Linked DNA regions of Triticum aestivum: region 2 is linked to region 1. A link is a contact called in public Hi-C data. All regions are on one chromosome and are shown on one strand. The core of a region is the stretch at or near the end of the contact, and the rest is flanking DNA. Distances in the headings are between cores, read along the strand shown.

What was found. Hi-C and Micro-C count contacts between places; a contact is called where the count stands out from the background.
Region 2: a Hi-C map of leaf shows a contact between it and region 1, with 4 times the contacts expected there. The contact joins the promoter of LOC123054001 here to the promoter of LOC123054000 in region 1. A contact is called at or near these places in 2 of 5 Hi-C or Micro-C datasets (both in leaf).

The regions. Positions count from the first base shown.
Region 1 is chr2D:485,840,498-485,845,485 of IWGSC CS RefSeq v2.1, reverse strand. It overlaps LOC123054000 (probable low-specificity L-threonine aldolase 1), which reads left to right and starts at 3,119. Exons shown (of 10, transcript XM_044477638.1): 1 at 3,119-3,279; 2 at 3,957-4,459; 3 at 4,563-4,674; 4 at 4,769-4,819; 5 at 4,930-4,988. The coding sequence starts at 4,017.
Region 2 is chr2D:486,044,942-486,049,685 of IWGSC CS RefSeq v2.1, reverse strand. LOC123054001 (3-hydroxyacyl-[acyl-carrier-protein] dehydratase FabZ) reads left to right here and starts at 3,308. Exons shown (of 1, transcript XM_044477640.1): 1 at 3,308-4,335. The coding sequence starts at 3,489. The coding sequence ends at 4,142.

The DNA of each region.
Region 1 (4,988 bases), core at 1,870-4,369:
CCTCCCTGATCATAGAGACCGCGTCCTTGAGAGGGTTGTTGACGTTGATTCTAACCCACACTCGGTGGAAGTTGCCGACAAAGTCATGTGAGTTAGGTTCAGAGAAAAGGACCTCGCCCACCTTTGGTGCCAAAGGAGCCACCAGATGGGCATACAACTCTGGTACGTCATGGATTTGGATCCATATGTCGATTGTCTCAAGCTTCACAGTGGACGGCTTCGTTATCCCGTCATATGGCAGCAGAATCACCGCATCTCCCCTGAAATTCCATGGGCCGTCGTTCATAACTCTCTCCCAGTCACCCAAGCAAGTGAATGTGACCGTATACAAGTTTTCCTCCAGAGGCTTGAACCTGGCCTCTTGCGCAATATCCCATGCCGATCTCATGTTTCTGAAGAACCAAGTCTGGCTGTAGATTTTGGAGGTGTTAACCCTAGCTAGGGCTACCCATCTCGGCCCCTCCGGCGGCGCAGGTTGCTCATCGAAGACCACATCGTCCAAGTCCTCCTCCTTCAGTCCCAACTCCTTCATCATCTGCTCGACATCACTGATCCCGGAGGAACTAGCTCCGGAATTCTCCATGAATACTCTCACCCATGCACACGGGGACAGGAGAGAGGAGGGCCCAGGCCTCACCGGGGTTCGTAGGGACGGGGCAGCGGGGGTTAGGGTGGTCGACGGGGACGACGCGCGGTGGGGAGGCAGGCCGGCGGTGAGGAGGACGGGGACGCGTCAATGACGGAGAGGCCAGCGGCGTGGTTCCGGCGACGGGATCCGGGAAGGCGCGGCGTCAGGCCCGATCCCGATTGGATCGGGGGAGAGGAAGAGTGGGGGCGCGAGTGGGGGGAGTGGTGCAGTTAGATTAGGGTTTCGGGGGGGGGGAGATGATAAGGGAGCGCCGGCTAGGCTGGCCGGCAGCTGGGCCGGTGGCCTGCTGGGCCTGAGCCCAGTGGGAGGGGGTTTCCTTCTCTCATTTTGTTTTCTGCTAGTTTTCTTTTCTTTTCTTTTATTTATTTTACTTTTCTGTTTTCTTTTAGTTTCCTTTTTTGTGTTAGCAAAATACCAAAATGGCACCGTATTTGATATTACCAAATATGCCACTGCCACATTAACTTGCTACCCAAGCTAAAATAGTTTCATAATTATTTAATAACTAAAAGTATTTAAATAATAGTTTTCGTTACTGTTTTATTTATCTTATAGTATTTAAATATTTTATAAAGGTGTGGTTTCTCCACCATAATTACCTGTGCATTATTTGGTTCACTCCGGACATTTTAGTTTTAATATTTGAAAACTTTTATTGTTTGCTTGATTTTGAATTTGAATTTGAATCGGTTTTTTGAACTAACGAGAGATTAGCAACAGTAACGGAGGTGACGTGGCACCATTAGTAGAGGATTATTGTAGTTTAATTATCCGGGCGTCACATCAGTGTTGGCGGCTTCCTTTGCAGTTTCGTCCTTCAGCTTTGTCTTCTTCACCAGTGCACTGATCCAGCAGGACCATGGTGTTCGTAACTTTTTGTCCGTGATCAACAACTGCAGGCTGGCTCCACCGTCGAAGTAGCATGCTACGGCGTGGGCATGTGGCATCGACCCGTCTGAAGGATGAAGACGGCCAGTCCCGAGAAACTTAGATGTAATTTCTTATTTTTCAAGGGTGTTTGTTTATTTTAGGGGTGTTTGTGCCGTTGGTTGGTTAAAGATCTAAGGACTCCTTTGATTCAAAGGAATTCTATATGAATTTCGGAGGATTGAAATCCTTAGGATTTTTTCCTATGTTGGTCCTTTAATTCATAGGATTGCTTCTCATAGGAATTTTTCTCATGAAATCTTTTGTACTACATTTTATAGAAAATCTAACATCCACTTCAACCACTTTTCACTCCTTGCTAACTTTATAAGATTCAAGTGGACATGCCACTTCAATCCTCTATTTTTTCTATTCCTACATTTTCATAATCCCGCGAATCAAAGAGGCCTTAAGTGATTTCCGAAGGAAAAAAGGATCAGATGTGCTTGGATGGAGAGTCCACGCACACTAGTGGACCTACCACGACATTTGCATCAGACGGCACCACCACGATTCACGAGTGTTTTGCAGGAACGAGGAACCAGCCAAGCAAAGAAGCACGCGGGGGCTTATCATGCCGACCCAAAAGGCTGATCTGGTACGGGACTTGCAGGAGGCGGCCGTGCACGGGTCGTCCAGCCCAACTCTATCCGCCAGCAGTGAAGCTACTCAGCACCGGCGATTGAGCTCACATCGTCATCAAGATAGCAAGAAGAGGGAGAAAAACATACGTCCACTCTTGTGCGCGTTTTTGGTTTGGACTGACACTTGGTGTGATAACGATGATTCATCAGCTGCACCGTAGTTACCTTTTGCATTCTCGGCAGCCACCTTGTGAAATGCAAGGCAAAATATCTGGTGGCCTAGCTAGGACCCCGGTCGCAAGCGAGGCCACCAAAACCAACTTGTACTCTGAGACCATATACTTTCAACAATGCATGCTACGGGACAAGTGAGAGAGTCTTGCAGAATTCTGTCTAGACACCTATGGATGGTCTGTGGAAGATGGCCTCCAGTGAAGCCAGCCTTAACTGCAACTTGCCACGCATGTAACATGTGTCGCTGGTAGCCCGGTCGAAAGGTGAAATGCGTACCGAATCAAGTGCGTGCATGCCTCTTTCAGAGAACATTTCCACGGTGCAAGTGTACAAACTCGAACGAGAGACGAGTTCTGGTTGGCGGCGTTTGCGTGCTGAATATTCTTATTATTCTACCACTTGGTATCTTTGTGTGAGCTGAGTAGGCCGACGCAGACCGACCATTCGGTATTGGACCGTCCCGGCTAATTTCACAGCCGGCACTAGGCTGATTTTCTTGGCCTCTTCCCTTTTCCGGTACCATTGGAGTTGGAGGACGTGACGCATCTACTAGGACTATCACCCACAGCTGGAGGGAAGGAGGCGGCCAAGAAAAGCAACGGTCCAGCGCTGTCCTACGTGGAGGCGCCCGCGGGCACGTGACAACGAGTGGTCAAGAAACGGGCGTGGCCGATCGCGTGAGGGCGCCTAGGTAAGGTAAACGTACGGCGTCTCGTCCAGCTCCTCTTCCTCAGGCAGGCGGCGCCCAACCCTCGTCGTCACGTATAAAGCGCGACTCCGCAGCGGCCAAGGCCAGCTCCGAAGCCAGACGGACCACTCTCCACTCAGCTCTTCTTTTCCCTTCCGCCTCGGCTCCATCGGGCTCCGCCTCGTCCAGGGATTCTGGTGCGCCTCAGCCCCTCAGACCCCCCCTCCTCATCCTCTTCTAGTATCAAGTTTTATTCACTGTTTTATTACGGATTGATGATGCACGAACGCGCGCGCACTCGTCTCCTCTCCTCCTCGTTTCGTGCCATGGATAGGAGTAGATTGCTAAAATATTTGTTGTTCCTCAACGATGATACCACCTTGCGATGCGCGGTGCCACGTTAATTTGCCCCTTCGTTCCCTTCCACCCCCAACCACAGTTCCATTCTTCTTGAAGCCGCCGTGCGGGTGTTCATCCTTTCGCCGTTTTCCAAAAATCTCAGAGGAAATGCGTGACATGCATCGGCATGGTCCCCGAAAAGGCGCCAAAGTTTGTGGTTGTTGGACGGATAGAGTTGTATGTATCCTTCCTGGTTGCACCTGCACACATTTGGCGTGTGTGCGTGCTGAGCCGTGGAGTGGAGGCCGTGTCTGTCCGCTGCGTGCCAAGTTCCGGGCACTCCTGTGCAATGTAAAAAAATGACGTCTCCTTTTTGGTTTTCCGTACGTGTGGGAGTTCTTGATTAGTTGACAGCTTGCAAGATGTTGATTTGGCATGAAATTTTCTCTTACCGAACGAAAAATTGCACCACTCACTGGTGCATCCAAGATTTACAGTGCGCTGCTAACAGAACGCTTCATATGGACCATTCTAGCTCCTGAGTCGTACGTGATCCTGCTGAAGCGTGAGCTCCAGCTACAGCCACACAGGCAGGATGGTGACCAAGGTGGTGGACCTCCGCTCCGACACGGTCACCAAGCCATCCGAGGCCATGCGCGCCGCCATGGCCGCGGCGGAGGTGGACGACGACGTCCTCGGCGCGGACCCGACCGCGCAGCGCTTCGAGGCGGAGATGGCCAGGATCATGGGCAAGGAGGCGGCCCTGTTCGTGCCGTCGGGCACCATGGGCAACCTCGTCTCCGTCCTCGCGCACTGCGACACCAGGGGCAGCGAGGTCATCCTCGGGGACAACTCCCACATCCACATCTACGAGAACGGGGGCATCGCCACCCTCGGCGGCGTCCACCCCAGGACCGTGCCCAACAATCCCGACGGCACCATGGACGTCGACAAGATCGTTGCCGCCATCAGGCATCGGGACGGGGCCATGTATTATCCCACCACCAGGCTCATCTGCTTGGAGAACACACACGGAAAGTGAGTTGCTCTCTGATGCACGTTGCTGCTGATGTTACTGATCAGAATGACCCGTGGTGTTTTTACCTGAATCTGGTTCATAATTTTCTTCTTGTTGCTGCAGCACTGGTGGGAAGTGTCTGTCTGTAGAGTACACCGACAAGGTTGGTGAGGTTGCTCAAAGCCATGGCTTGAAGCTTCATATCGACGGAGCTCGTATTTTTAACGCTTCCGTGGTAAGTAGTGTGTGATCAGAATAAACCGGCATGAGTAAGTACGAAGTATGCATATTCAGTCTCCTGAAACTTTCCGTCACTGTCGTCGTGTCAGGCACTCGGCGTTCCTGTTCATAGACTTGTGAGAGCCGCTGATTCAGTTTCGGTACGTAGCAATTTGCTCGCTATATTCCTAGATTATGCAACCCGGGTAAGAATGGGCTACACTAATATAGGATGTGTGACTGTATTTCTCTGTTAAACGTCAAAGTGCAGGTATGCCTATCGAAAGGTTTAGGTGCTCCTGTTGGATCAGTTATTGTTGGTTCGAAGGA
Region 2 (4,744 bases), core at 2,059-4,558, 200 kb before region 1:
GGTGGGGCCGAGAAGATGGAAAGAAGAAGCTTCATTGGCACTCCTGGGACTGGCTCACGACTCCTAAATCTCTTGGAGGGATGGGCTTCCGAGACATGGCTTTATTCAACCAGGCGATGCTGGGGAAACAGGGCTGGCGTTTGCTGACTGATCCGGGGTCGCTCTGTGCTCGGGTTCTGAAGGGAAGATACTTCCCGTTCGGCGACTTTTGGAATGCTACTGTACCGAGCTCGGCCTCGGCAACTTGGCGTGCCATTCTGCACGGCCAGGAGCTTCTGAAGAAGGGTGTTCAGTGGGCTGTTGGTGATGGTAGACATATTCATATCTTGAAGGACCACTGGATCCCCTCCGTTCCTCCGGCCTTGCTTCAGCCTCTCTCACCAATCCCTGCCAATGCCAAGGTTCACTGCTTGTTGGATGAAGAAATTGGGTGCTGGAACGAGGAATCCGTGCGGGCTTTTTTCAGTGAGGAAGTGGCTAACGCTATCCTGCAGATCCCAATAAATTTGGATGGTGGAGCTGACTATGTACGCTAGCCTTTCACCAAGTTCGGCGATTACACTATCCGCTCTGCATATAACTTGGCAAGGACGAGCCGTTTTGTCGCGGATCGGAGCTGCAATGGTTTGGGTCAGCATTCCGGTTGGTCCTCGGAGGAAAAACTGTGGAAGAAACCGTGGAAAATCAACGTGCCGAATAAGATGAAGGTGGTGCTGTGGAGGTTTGCGCATGATTGTCTACCCTCGGGCGAGCAACTTCGCCGTCGTCAGGTCCCAACGAGGACAGACTGCTACTTCTGTGGTCGTCACGAAAGTATCGAGCATACGATGCTTTTTTGCCCCCATGCTCGGGCTGTCTGGGATGAGGTCAAGGCTTGTTTCTCTGTCAAGCTGTGTCGCTCATCGTTTGCGAATCCAAAGCAATGGTTGTTCAGTTTCCTGTCCCGTGCCTCTGAGCACGAAGCCTCCATCATGACGGTCGCCTTTTGGCACATCTGGGAAGCTCGTAATGTGGCGCGGAATGAACCTGATGCTCCTCCTCCAAAGCGTACAGCAGCGAAGGTGCGTGCTTATATGGACATGATCTTCCAGCATCTTTTCAAACCGGACTCTGCATCTAAGCGTGTGACTCCAGCTTCTGGCTCTTCGTGGTCTCCGCCGCCGCTTGGTACTTTGCTTGTGTCTGCTGATGCAGCTGTTGCCCCGTCCGGTGATTTGGCCGCGGCTGGAGTTGTCGTTCTAGACCACACGGGCATGTGTGTTGCTGCTGCTTCTGAACCCCTCCCGGGTGTTTCTTCTCCTGAGGTGGCGGAGGCTCTTGCCCTTCGCTGCGCGGCCAGGTTGGTCAGAGACGAGAGTTATGCTAATGTGATCTTCCAATCGGATTGTCTCTCGGTGATTCAACGGCTAAACTCTTCGGTCCTGGACCGCTCCACCGTGGGTTCCTTTGTTGCTGAAATCAAGTTGGCATGTGGGGCTCTATCTTCTATGACTTTCAAGCATGTTCGTCGGCATCGTAATGTGTTAGCTCATGTTTTAGCTCGGTCTAGTTTGAACTCTGTAAATCCTTGTATTTAACTTGTTTGCTTGATTAATAAAGTCCGACGTTTTCTAAAAAAAAAAACTAGTTGGGGTTTTTCGTTCGCGGGCTGACTGTGCGGCGATGCGCAGTGTTTCACGGAATTGAAAAATACAGAAAGGTAAATGCGCGTGCTTACTGCGAATCGAACCATGATCGTCCCGCTGTTGTGCGTGCGACGATAGCCAACAGACCAATCAATGTTTTGCTGACATATAAGCAGGGCAGTCTTTCAAGAACTATGCACCCGTAAGGACATGCTGCAGGTACTGTAGGAGTACTGTAGCTAATGCATTTTTAAAAAAGACGAACATGAAATATTTATTTGAAATCCATGAAATATTTTTTGAAATCGTGAACATATTTTGAAAACTATAACATATTTTCAAATTACTAGCAATTTTCTGAAATTGTAAACAAGAACATTTTAAAATTCCAGAATTGAAACACGAACAATTTTTCAAATTTTGAACATGAGAACATTTTTTAAAATTGAGAAAAATATTTGAAAATTTCAAACAAAAGAAACAAGAAAAATAACAACAAAAAAGGAAAGAAAAATAAAACCAAAAAAGAAACGAAGAACATATTTTGAAAGCGCGAACATTTTTCAAAATTACGAACAATTATTCAAAACGAGAAATTTTATCAAATTCCCCGAACATTTTTTATTTACGAACAATTTTTGAAAACATGAACATTTTTTTCATTTTTTGGAAAAAATTTAACACAAGAACATTTTGCAAAATTTCTGAACAAATTTTCAAAAAAATATAACATTTTCAAAAACAGGATCATTGTTTGGAATCATGGAAATTCCTTGAAAACAGAACATATTTCCAAATTCCATAACAAATTTGGAGAAGCGAACATATTTCAAAACTCCTGAACAAAATTTGAAGACACGAACATTTTTTGAAACTTGTGAACAATTTATGAAACTGGGAAAATGTTTGAAACTCCGGAGATATGAAAACATGAACATTGTTTGCAATTTGCGAACAATTTTTTAACGCCTGAACATTTTTTGAAAAGTTGTGAAAATTTTGAACAAAAGCTTTCGGTTTATTTTTTGAAAAACAAGAACATTTTGGAAAATCCCGAACATTTTTTGAATTTATGAACAATTTTCGAAGACCGCATTTTTTTGAAATTTTGAACGTTTCTTAAAAGCACGAACATTTTTTGAAAATTAAGAACAAAATCTGAATATGTACTTAGTTTTAAAAAGTAAAATAACCTTGAAAAAGAAGAACTAAAAAACGAAAACGAAAAAAATAAGAAAGAGGAAAGTAGAAAAAAGAAACAGAAAAAAAAAGAAATAAAAAAACCGGTAAAAGAAACAAAAAAACAGTTCAGGGAACCTTCTAGAAGGTTTCCAAAACCGGCTGGCGTTGTTGCTTATTGGGCCGGCCCATCGCGTCGCTGCTCGGTCGCTCGCCTGTGCAAAGAGCCGGCAGTTTGATGCAGTGTGCGTCCAATAGAATTTTCCCAAATCTACGTTCGTTTACGTCGGCCGGTTGGAGTTTGCTTGCCTTGGGAACAAGCCTTGTTCCGTGGTGGGCAGAAGGCCGGCCCGGCTCTTTTATTAGCATGCCCGTGGGCCGTGCCAGGCTAAAAATCCGTGTATGGAGTGCCGGCTGTGTAAGTATTTTTGGGCCTTAACCATTCAAGATTCGTACAGGCTGGCTTAAAAATAATAATCCAATGAAATCCGGGAGGGATGATATCGCCTTCCCAAACCAAAACGCAGCGGAGCTTCCAAAGCCAAACCAAAACCCTCGTCCCTCTTCCCCTCCTCGTTCCCATCGCCGCCACCCCTCCCCCTCGATTTCAAGCACCCTGCCCACCCATCGGGACCCTACTCCCCATCCCATACCCAATCTGCTCCTCGCACCCACGCTGCCCCAATGGAGACAGCCGCCGCCGTGTCCGTGCCCAGATCCGCCTGCCGTGCCGCACTCCCCTTCCCGGCTCCCCTCAAGCTCCAGGGCCGCGTTGCGCTCCCCCGCCGGGCGCTCCCCGGGGCGCCGAGGCAGCGCCTCGTCGCGCGCTGCGCGGCGGCCGACGACAGTGCGGCGGCGGCGGAGCTCCCCATCGAGAAAAGGTTCGCCGCCTTCCCGACCGTCATGGACATCAACCAGATCCGCGAGATCCTGCCCCACAGGTTCCCCTTCCTTCTGGTAGATAGGGTGATCGAGTACAAGGCAGGAGAGTACGCTGTTGCGATCAAGAATGTCACGATAAATGACAACTTCTTCCCCGGCCACTTCCCGGAGCGCCCGATAATGCCCGGCGTTCTCATGGTTGAGGCCATGGCCCAGGTCGGGGGCATCGTGATGCTGCAGCCTGAAGTCGGTGGATCCCAAGACAATTTCTTCTTTGCAGGGGTTGATAAGGTGAGATTCAGGAAGCCAGTCATTGCTGGTGACACTTTGGTCATGAGGATGACCCTCACCAAGTATCAGAAGAAGTTCGGGCTTGCAAAGATGGAAGGAAAAGCTTATGTGGGTGGCGATGTAGTGTGTGAGGGGGAGTTCCTCCTTATTAGCGCCACTGGGTGAACAGATCTGCTTGTGTGCGATGTGATCCTCTCACAAGATCTGATTAGAATGAGTCCAAGTTCAATTGTTGAGAGAATTGAGTTTGTGAACTGAACTTACAACATGTGAGGCAATTTTATCTTGGGTTTTACATCAAGTTGTGTAATGGCCTTTTGGGGCCGAGTCAGGCTATGTTGCTGGTGTTACAAGGTTACGATATCTGTAGTTTCGTGGTATAAACTATGCTTCTTAAAAAAAGATACTTCCTCTGTTCCAAATTATAAGATGTTCTGATAGACTAAAATAGCCTAACAAAACGTCTTATAATTTGGGGCGGAGGTGGTACATGTCAATGCTTTGCCCAGACGTCACGCTCTTGCCGAACCCTTAATCAAGGTGTTACATCTCCCACAGCGAATTCAGACAATTTAATTTTCTTAGCCATGCATATTAATTATAGTGGTTGACTATCTGTGCAACTCATGTACTCTAGCTGTGGATGCATAAGTATGATTTATGCAGATTTTTGGAATATACTCCCTCTCTTCTTAAATATTTGTCTTTTTAGATACTACTAGATGGTTTCACACTTTGAGTTGTCTGCACACACAAGATTCAGGCTT